Linked DNA regions of Triticum aestivum: region 1 is linked to region 2. A link is a contact called in public Hi-C data. All regions are on one chromosome and are shown on one strand. Each heading gives the region's core, a stretch centred on a gene start, on an enhancer-like site or on the middle of the called end of the contact. The rest is flanking DNA. Distances are from core to core; before and after follow the strand shown. Region 1 has its middle 14 kb from the start of LOC123109036. Region 2 holds the start of LOC123109004.

Region 1 (5,103 bases), core at 2,029-4,528, 310 kb after region 2:
GCTTTGGGGATGCTTCTCTCTCAGTGCTAGTACGCCATAAACCTTCTTCAGCGCATTGGCATGATGGCTTGCAACCGGTGTGTTACGCCCATTGACACCCGTTGCAAGCTCTCCGCCGATGAGGGTCAACTCCTCGCCGATGCCACTAAGTACCGGAGCTTGGTCGGGGCTCTTCAGTACCTGATGCTCACTCGCCCTGACATTGCCCATGATGTCCAGCAAGCGTGCCTCTACATGCACGCTCTCCGGGAACCTCATCTCAACCTCGTCAAGCGAATTCTTCGCTACGTCCGTGGCACCCTCGACCTCGGACTTCATCTCCACTCCACGTCTGCCTCCCTCACCGCCTACTCCGATGTGGATTGGGCCAGCTGCCCTGACACACGCCGCTCCACTTCTAGCTATTATGTCTACCTCGGTGACAACCTAGTGTCCTGGTCCTCCAAACGCCAGGCCTCGGTGTCCCGCTCCAGTGCCGAGGCTAAGTACCGAGCCGTGGCTCATGCCGTGGCTGAGTGTTGCTGGCTTCAACTGCTTCTTCTTGAGCTTCAGCGTCCTCTACCATCCACGACGGTTGTCTTTTGTGATAACGTCAGTGTTGTTTACATGGCATGTAACCCGGTCCAACATTGCCGAACGAAGCACATCGAGATCGACATCCACTTCGTTCGCGAGAAGGTGTCTCTCGGTCAGATTCGGGTTCTTCATGTGCCGTCCTCGCATCAGTTTGCCGATATCATGACGAAGGGCTTACCGTCTCAGCTCTTTGCGGACTTTCGGTATAGTTTATGCGTTCAACCGACGCACAAACTGCGGGGGATGTTAAAGTATGACTTTGTATAGCTAACCTACGCGTATCCCGTTTGTATATGGCTGTACATATACACGTGTAGGGTTTCTTTCTTGGTTTCCAAGACTTGCAATCCTGCTATAAATATATGAGTCGATCGCCCCTTGAGAGGCGTCTTCCCTCAAATCATTTCACGCTTATAGTAACTCTTATGTATGTATATGCTTGCATTTATTTTGAGAATTGCTTAATTATTATCGATAATGGTTTTAGAAGGGGGTACTTTTCCACCCCAAGTCTACAAGGATGGTCCAGTGATAACAATGGTCGCGGTTGAAGCAGTCGGAGCACCGATTAGAGTGATAGTGCCACAAGCTACTGACGGTGGCGGTCAAAATGAGGTATTGCTGGTGGGTAGGTCGTTGATGAGCACTGGCTGATGGAGGACGGAATCGATTAGGAGGTAGGGTGGTGAAGTCATATGACAACGACGTCAATGAGAAAGGTAGACTGTATCAGAGAAATGGTGAAGATGATAGACGTGATGGCGTGGCAAGATGAAAAGAAGAGCAGAAAGTTGCGGATTTGCAAAGATAGTGTGGGAGTGGGAGAAATGTTTGTGAGAGGGTACCAATGCTTGAATGTGTGTGAGTGTGTTGGGGGGGGGGGGGGGGATAAATTGTAAGAATTGCAACAATATCTAGAGAATATAACTATTGTTGAATAATCTGGTATTAGGAACCTAAATTAGTAAAGCAATGCTTCTTAAATTTAATTTTTTGAAAAAAGAATAAAATTAATGGAAACAATAAAACCATAAAATATTGAAAAATCTACTACAAAGTATGATTTCTTTGAAAATTTACCGTGCTCCTTAGTTTCTCCTGGATATATCTTTACGGTACATATTTCATAAGTTCAGATAATCTTTTACAATTTTTATATTCCCCTATTTCTAAATTTTAGCATGGTTGCCACGTGTGTGAAAATACCTACATACAACCACGAAAACCTCCTTGAGTGGTGATGAAATATAGACGGTTTTGACGTTTAAGTAACCAATAATTGGTGTCCTATACTTGAATCGAAGGTGAAAACTAGACCTTTACCTAATATGTAGCCTAGAAAAAACACCTCCATATCATCATCAAAATCGCTCTGAATTGGTCAAGAGGTCAATATTGGCGGCTTAACCCTTGAGAAACCAAGATTAGTAACATATATTAAAATCAAAGGGCAAATCTCCCCCCATTAGTCTAGTGACTAAAAAAATAGTACTTTAAGGGCAACACTACATGTCGGTCGGCGCCTCGCGAGCCATTGGATTCAAAGTGAGATGGCCGTCAGATTCAGCTGGCAACTTTGCAACAAGGATGGTTTTGTGCTCGGACGTTTGCAACCGAGTTCATGTTGCAAAACTTTTGTAACAGAGGTATAGTTGCTAAAAAGAAGAAGAAAATGCAACAAAGCTAATGTTGCATATATTTTTTCCGTCTTCACCTTTATAAATGTTAAGGAAGAAAGTTTTGCAACATCAACTACGTTGCAGAAATCTTTTTTGCAACAGGGAGGATGTTGCAAGAAAAAACCACCGTACGTCATTCACTGCTAGCTCCCGTCAAATGGTGGCGAGGGAGGAGCGGCACCGGCTGTCCCCGCCATCGCACCACCACTGGCGAGTACCGGACCTCCGACCAGGTCGCCTCACCATCATCCTCATGTCCGGCGAGGTGGGCGCACCGGGAGCGAGCGATGGTCGTGGTGGAGGCGTGCGGCAACGGCTGCTAGCGCGCCCGACCCCGGGTGCAACATCACCGCCATCCTTCTCTTCGACAAGGGGCCGGTTGTCGGCGCTGGCATCGAAACGTCGGTTGACACGCGTATCTCGTTCAGCGCTGCGGGGATCTGGATGTCGCAGCCCCGTCTTCGTCTTCGTCGATCAGTTGTTGGTGGTAAAATTGCACAGTTGCAAATCTAGTGGTGGCGGCCCATGGGGCATGTGGCATGTAGGGAAGGTCCGTCGGGTGATTAGAAGCGATTCCAATACTATAAACACTTTCTTTTTATATTTATAGTCCCATGGTGCTATTTTCGTCACAGAGCAAGAATCAACGTGCGCAGCTAATAGGATAAGAGCAATCAAAACACTGGCGAGCATAAACGAAGCCGATGGCCTTCCATGCTCTCTGAACTCCAATCGAATCTAACGTACGGCGGGCACGAGCCACCTTTATTTCCAAAGCACACATAATTTTCTCAAGAAATTTCTCCTTGGCCTTCCACGGTCTCTGAACTCCAATCTGATCGTTCGGACGTACGCGCCACCTTTATTTCCAGGCATACATAAATTTCTCGAGGAATTTCTGCACTTGGCCAAGAGAGCGACGTGCACTCGCTAGGCGGCAAGCGCGTGCGGACAAGCCACCACCGGCCGGCGCCTGCCTAGCTAAGCGATGGACGTCGGCATCGGCGAACGCACGCACGTACGCGTGTGACTTGACGACGGCGACGGTAATGGACAGGCCACGATTATTTGCGGTGGCGATGTCACCACCGGCAGGCCGGCGAGTGAACGGTCTCGTCGACGACTGACCGGTCGATCTTTACCATACAGCTATAGATACCCTGGTCTCTCCGGTGGCATCTGCTGTCCTGCCTGGGCTCTTTTCCCACCACATTTTTTTTAATACTACCGGCTAACTAATTTTTGCTTGTTCTTGTTTGATTATATGTGGTCGATCAAGGAGTACATAGGTTGTTTCATCTTGACAGATTTTGAAGCAATCTCTTCCTTTTTTGGAGAGCCCCGGACCTTGTAGCCATGTCAGATCTCACAGACAGAAATCCCTTGTTCTTTCTCTGACAGCGGCACTTAAATCTATCTCGTTGCGCTTAAGACATGGATGAGTAGTTTTTTTTTCTTCCCTAAGAGCAACTCCAACGGGCCGACCCAAACGAACAGCGATTTCATCCGCCATTTGTCTGTTTGGGTCGGTCAAACGGACACGGATGCCCGCTTTCACATTTGGGTCGGTGCGTGCGTCCAACGCTGGCATAAGACCCATTTTGACGGCGCCAAAAAAAATGAACGCATGCATATTAAAAAAAGAAAAATAGCATTAATTAAATATTAAAGTCCGCCGTGAAGGCCGGCGAGAGTCCACGCGTCCACATTTGCATTAAAAAACAGCCTAATAAACTTCGAGGCGGCGCGCTGCCCTAGGCGGCGGCGTCGTCATCCTCAGGGTCCGTGAGGTCGATGAGCGTCGGCGCCGGCCCGGCCCAGGCGAACACCGTGTTCCAGAGCGCCATCATGTCGGGTTGTGCCGGCGCAGGCAATGCCGGGGCGGGGGGAGGGGGTGCGGCCGCCTGTGCAGCCGCGTCCTGGCGCGCCTCCTCATCGGCCTCGCGCTGCTCCTCCTCGAGGTCGCGCTCGAGCATCTCCTCGTACTCGTCGTTAGGGCGCTCCTCTGCCAACCGACGCTGGCGCCACATCTTGAGGTACGCCTACTCCTGCGCCGGCGTCGCCCCCAACCAAACCGGTGGCGCGGACACCCACTCGCGCACCACTCCATTCCAGGAGAAGCGCGCGATGGGCTCGGGCTCGGGCTTCGGCTGCGACTCCGGGTTGATGGGGGACGGCGGGGCCACCGGCGGTACCACGCTGTCGCCCGCCGCGGAGAGGGCAAGGGCCTGCGCCATTGCCGCCTCGTACTGGGCCTCCTCTTCCGCCCCCGCTCTGCGCCGCTCGTCCTCCTCGCTCTCCCGGTAGACGGCCCCAAGGGCCGCCTGGTAGGCGTCCTCCGCCGCCTGGTCCTCCTCGCGGACGACGAGCGGCGTTGGCAGCAACCTCCGGTCGACCTCGCGCACGCCCCGTCGCCTCGCCTCCTCGTGCTCGAAGACGAACCACCTCGCCCAGTTGGGTGAGTCGGTTGCGTAGGCCGGATCGGCGCGCTGCTCCGGCGTCAGCAGCGCCCGCCGGTGCCGCACCTCCTCCGCATGAGCACGAGCTGACCGCGGCGCCGCCGACACTGGGATCCTATCTGGATCCAGATGCCAGTCGTGCGGCAGCGTCACGTCCGGATACGGCAGAGGTTGGCGGTTCTGCCAGTGCCAATCCGCCTGGTGCACTGGCATGTTGACGCGTTGCCTCTGCCGGCGAGGCGCCGGCGGGGGTGGGACGAACTCGGAGGGGAAAGGGATGGCGGATGACTTGCCCTTGGCCTTGCTGCCGCTAGCGCCGGAGAAAAGGCCCATCTCGCTGTGGTTGTGGTGGCTAGGGTTTGCCGGCGACGAGGGAGCAAAGGTGGGCA
Region 2 (5,263 bases), core at 1,071-3,570:
CTCGGGGCGAACAAGTACTCGGAGCGTCAGCCCATCGGCACGGCGGCGCAAGGGTCCGAGGACAAGGACTACAAGGAGCCCCCGCCGGCGCCGCTGTTCGAGCCCGGCGAGCTCAAGTCCTGGTCCTTCTACCGCGCCGGCATCGCCGAGTTCATGGCCACCTTCCTCTTCCTCTACGTCACCATCCTCACCGTGATGGGCTACAGCGGCGCCACCTCCAAGTGCGCCACCGTCGGCATCCAGGGCATCGCGGTTCCGGCCACCCCAATCTCGCGCGCACGACCACCATCCTCCGCTCCCTGCAGAAATCCCTCGCCGCCGCTCTTGTGCTCAGGCCGAATCTCAACACCAACCGACGCGCCATCCTCCTCTCCCTCCCGTCTCCGGTGCCAACACAGGCCACTTTACTTGACCCCGGTCGGCCGGCCGGCCATCCACGACGTCCGGTGCATAAGAAATCATCTTCCGCTGGCCGACGGACGGCGCTGGTTGGGTGGGGCGGGGATCCAGCAGAGATGGCAAGGGGACAAGAGACGACCAAGCTCTGCTCTTTGCTCTCTGTTTCTTTTCTCTTCCTCATGATGCATTAAGCGCTCCTTCAACAATGGTGCCTGCCGGTGCCGGGTGTCGCGCGCTCCCCTCCATCTCGTCGCAGCCTTCGCCTTCGGAGGTGCCCTCTCTCGCCTTCGGAGTACAAGGAGCAGAGCACAATGCGTGCGTGCAAGCGCTCGCGCTTGGAGGTGGGGCTTGTTCTTCGCCGGCCATCCCCATCGCCGCTACGGCAACCAAATCCAGCTCCTCTCCTCCCGCTCCGCTCAGTTGGAGCCTTGGAGGACTCGTCTCCGTCGATTTCGACCCAAGCCACAGCCTTCTCCTTCGTTCCTCGCACCAATTCCACCGGACCCGCCCACACAGCCGTGCCGTGCCGTCCCGTCGATTTAACGCTCGCCGCTCCTTCTTCCCCACTTGCAACCTACGGAAACAGCACAACAAAGGGCGCATCTTTTTTGTGCCCCTCGTCACGCCGGCTTTTCACCCGGGTTGCAGCTGGAAGCTCTCGCCGGCGCCGGGTGCGGTTCCAGCCAACGCTGAGCGTGTGACAGATTTAATTCAGGTGGGGGGTAACTGCGGGTTGAATCAGAGAAACAGCAGGGGGTTTTGTGCAAAACTGCCAGCGCTGACCGGCCCAGCCAATTGGCGAGCTCTGATTGGCCTGGGACTAAATCATCACATTGGATGCAAGTTGGGGTATGGGTTGATCTAGTTTTACAACTTTGAGACTAGATCATCACATTGTGTACAAGTTAGGGTACCTCGGGTGCTATTACCTCTTAATAAAGACCTCGGTAGAACCGACGGGCAGCCCGGCGAGATGACCGGACCGGAGCAGGCAGCAGCCACTGGCAGTGTCAGCAGTAGAACCAGCGTCGCTGTTCAGACCTATGCTGCTGCCGCACTGGCACTGCCCAGTGGGCGACTTGACCCCATCAATCCAATCCAGTCCCACCCATCTCGCCTCGCTCGCCGCGGCAGGAAGCTGCGCCGAAGAGGCGGAAGACGCCGGCCGGTCCCGGGCCCCGAGGCCCCAACGCTGGCCCGCCAGGGCCCAGGCCGCGCCCTGTCTCCGTCCCACACGACAGAGCAAATGGCGATTGCCGTTCGCTGTCGCGTAGTTGTACGAAGTACTACGTTACGTACTCCCCGTTTCAAACGCCGAGCCCGCCGGCAGCGTGTCTGTCCTCTCCTCTGCTTCCTTCGTGCCCGTTCCCGTTTCGCCCGTTTCACACCTGCCCCCAACTTTTCCTTGGCCGGACATACTAGTACGTACGCTTTTTTTTTTTGCCTCCTAATTAACCTCGCTTGTTAATTCGGTCCTGTCCTCTTTGAACTAAGTAGCGTTTTCAAATTTCGAATTTGTAGGTTTAGCGCCCAAGTTACGCAGTCGGGAGCTTGCATCTCTCTCATCGCAAGCTCCAATCCAACTGCTCCACATTCTTCTTCAACGAAAGATTGCACTGAGCGTGCAACCAAAGAAGGGAACGCATCCATCGTTTCGAAAATTCAGGAAACAATACGGCCTACTAGCACACTCATGGCAGACACCTGGTATGAGACAGCAGCGGCTGGGAGCTACTACGGCCTAGTATGGCGGTGAAACTGTGGAGCGGTAGCGATTTTTTTCACGCCTGCAACCTTTCCCGTTACACAAAAGTGGTAAAAAATGCAGTCAGTAAAATGCAGGAGTAAAACAGTCGAGTAATGAATGCCAAGCATTTATGCCACTGAGCCCATGGTAGCTTCCATTAATCCTTCCCTCCACCCGCAATTCGAAACAGGAACCGACATTCCCCTCTCCTCTCCCCTCTCCCCTCTCTCTCTCTCTCTACATCCGACTCCATGCCTAGCACCGGCGAGCTGTGACTGCCTCCCTCACTCAAGCTCGCATGGCCAAGCTCGCGCAGTCCTCCTTCGCTCTCGACCTCCTGCGCCGCCTCCTCTGCGCGCACACCGCCGGCAATGCGGCAGGCGGGGGCAACGCCAACACCGTCCGTGCCGACGTCGCCGCCCTACGGCGCGGCGACGATGCCGCGGCGCGGAAGGAGGAGGAGGAGGGGGCGACGGCCAGGAGCCCCTGCATTGTGGCCAGGCTGATGGGCCTCGACGCGATGCCGACGCCGGCGCGCGACCAGCAGCAGACGCTGCGCCGGAGCCGCTCCGCGAGCTCGGCCGAGGGCTGGTCGTCGCCCACGCCGTGCTGCTTCGGCGACGCGCCGCGGCGCAGGGTGGCCAGGACCACGTCCGCGTCCTTCCGGGACAGGCCCACGTACCTGAGGCGGGAGAACGACGAGTTCCTGCTCCTCAGCTTCAGCCCGGACGACGACGGCAGCGACGACCGCGACGCGGCGGGGTGGCCCAGAAGCGACGACGACGCGGAGAGCAGGCGCGGCAAGAGGACGGTGGACGGCGACGGGGCCAAGAAACAGAGGCGGGGGCGCCGGAGGCTCCCGCGCCGGCGGCGGCGCGGCGACGAGGAGGCCGAGTCGGAGCATGCCCGGAGCAGGAGGCCGGCCGCGGCATGCGGCCTGGAGAACTCGAGCCCGGTGTCGGTGCTGGAGGCGGGAGACGGGCAGGAGGAGTCGTCGACGACCACGACCACTTCGTCATCTTCAGTGGAAGAAATGGAGCATGCAGAGCCGTGCTCGCCGTGCTCAGGTTTGTCGTCGTCTCCTCCTGCCCATTAATGCTTCTTCAGTTGCTTACTTCACAGCACAAGTTCAGCGAGGCCAGTACAAATTAAATTCAGGGTGGCATTCACTTTCGGAAAGAAAAAATTATCACCTTCAGAGGAAAAAAAAGAAGAAGAAAGATATCAGTTAAAATTAGAGTGGAATAATTGAAAAGAAAAATTAGACTGACATTCGCCTTCAGAAAAGAAAAAAAAAGAGAAAAATCACCTTCGGAGGGGGAAAAAAGAGAGACATCAGTTAAAATTGGAGTGGAATTCACTTTTAGAAGGAAAAAAACCTAACTTCAGAAGAAGAAGAAAAATCAGCTGGAATCAAATAGTACACCAGTGCACTATGAAAGTTCAGGCGACTGCACTGCTAATTTCATGAGAACAACAGCTCATTTCCCCGCCTGTTTGCAACAAAGGGACCAACAGCAAGTGATTGTTTCTCAGAGTTTATATACAAACAATAAATCGATTTCCTGGAAAAGCATTTCTTTCAAATTTTGGGCATCAACAGTTCCAACAGGGACAAGTTTGTGGTCCTTGTATATAATGCTTGGTTATGTAAGTCAGCAAGTGCACAGTACCTGGTGTCCAAAAGTCTTGGGCTAGTGTTCTGAGCTTCTGTAACTTGGTCTTCTTGTGCCCTGATCATTTGTCCCTGTCAACTCTGTAAGCTGCACAAGCTCTGGTGCAGATTGTAACACATCACGGGGACAGTTAGATGCACATAAACCTTCAGAAAAAAATAAGGAGAGTTGAATTTGCAAGTATCATGTGCCCCATCGGCCAAAGTTTAACAGCGACAGGCCATTTTCTCACTTATTTACTGATCACTTACTTCCTCGTGCCCTGATCCCTTGTCCCTGTCAACTCTGTAAACTGCACAAGCTCTGGTGCAGATTGTAACACACCACTGTGGGAGGCTGGGACAGTTAGATGCACTTGGAACCTTCATGAAAAAAAAAGGGGGTTGAATTTGCAATCACCATGTGGCCCATCTGAATTATAGCACAGTGACTATAATAAAAGGCCATAATTTAGCAGTGACAGGCCATTTCCTCACTTATTTACTGATAAGGCACCAGCTAAAAGTCATAGTTTCTGAGAATTTATGTACTACTAGTTTTTTTTTAGAAAAGGAGGAAGACCCCCGGCCTCTGCATCTGGGCGATGCATGCAACCACTTTATTAATTATTCACAAAAGACCTTACAAAAAAATACAACAGTAATTCTGAAGCCACCGTCTAGGCAACATCTGTCGCTACTCCTATCCAGTTGATGAAGGGATGCTGATAGTCCGTGACTAATACCATAGACCAATAAGCAAAGCCTAACATCGAAGACCTGAGGCCCCAACCTAGACACTTGCCGGGTCTGGGGCACACACCGGTCCGGCGCGCTCTTAGAGGCCACCGCCGCCAACTGCCACCTCTCTATCTTCAGAGATGTACTGACGCATCAACCTTGCTCGGTCTAGCTGTCGTCGACGCCACCACGGCGCCCAACGGCACCACCTCCCTGCGCGCAAACAGCTGAGCACGTCGCAATCGCCACCGATACACCTCAGCACCTTGCTGCCAAGTACCACCAGCCGACACAGCTTGAAGTCGTTGGAAGATCTGTCGTGCGTAGCACCTGTCGACCAGGCATGACAAAGCGTGGCACCTGTCGGTCAGGCATGACTTGACATCTCCACCGAAACTCCGTGCAAGACGAAGCCGCTCCACCTCCTGCCTCTGACTTCCAGCGCTGCTCCACAAACGATGCTCCCAAGAGAGAAACAACACCGCAGTGCCGCCATCGTCCGATCTGGAATACCAGATCCTAGGGTTTCCCCCAGAGCAACAAGAGTGGGTCGATAGTAGTTACACGACGATGTCTTCATCAAGGTAACGACATGGAACGCTGCTATCGCTTGCCGTCGGCTCGGTTTTCACCGGCAACCATGTCTCCCCAACTCGCAGCCGGGACTATATGATGGATCTCGATATCCAATCACCAAGCCTCTGGCCGGCCACCTCCGACGA

The links. A called contact is a pair of places that touch in the nucleus more often than the background predicts.
Region 1: a Hi-C map of an unstated tissue shows a contact between it and region 2, with 4 times the contacts expected there. The contact joins the enhancer-like site here to the promoter of LOC123109004 in region 2. A contact is called at or near these places in 4 of 5 Hi-C or Micro-C datasets (leaf, root and an unstated tissue) and 1 of 1 datasets of contacts at active chromatin or transcription factors (leaf).

Annotation. Positions count from the first base shown.
Region 1 is chr1B:89,718,098-89,723,200 of IWGSC CS RefSeq v2.1, forward strand. No RefSeq gene overlaps it. Among protein-coding and RNA genes, the nearest start is that of LOC123109036, 14 kb to the right of the region's middle. Within about 2 kb of position 3,279, at least 1 of the 8 cell types and tissues checked has an H3K27ac peak or open chromatin away from gene starts, as enhancers often do. A contact at or near this core is called in leaf, where this site is marked.
Region 2 is chr1B:89,412,149-89,417,411 of IWGSC CS RefSeq v2.1, forward strand. LOC123109004 reads left to right here and starts at 2,321. Exons shown (of 2, transcript XM_044530378.1): 1 at 2,321-3,213. The coding sequence starts at 2,445.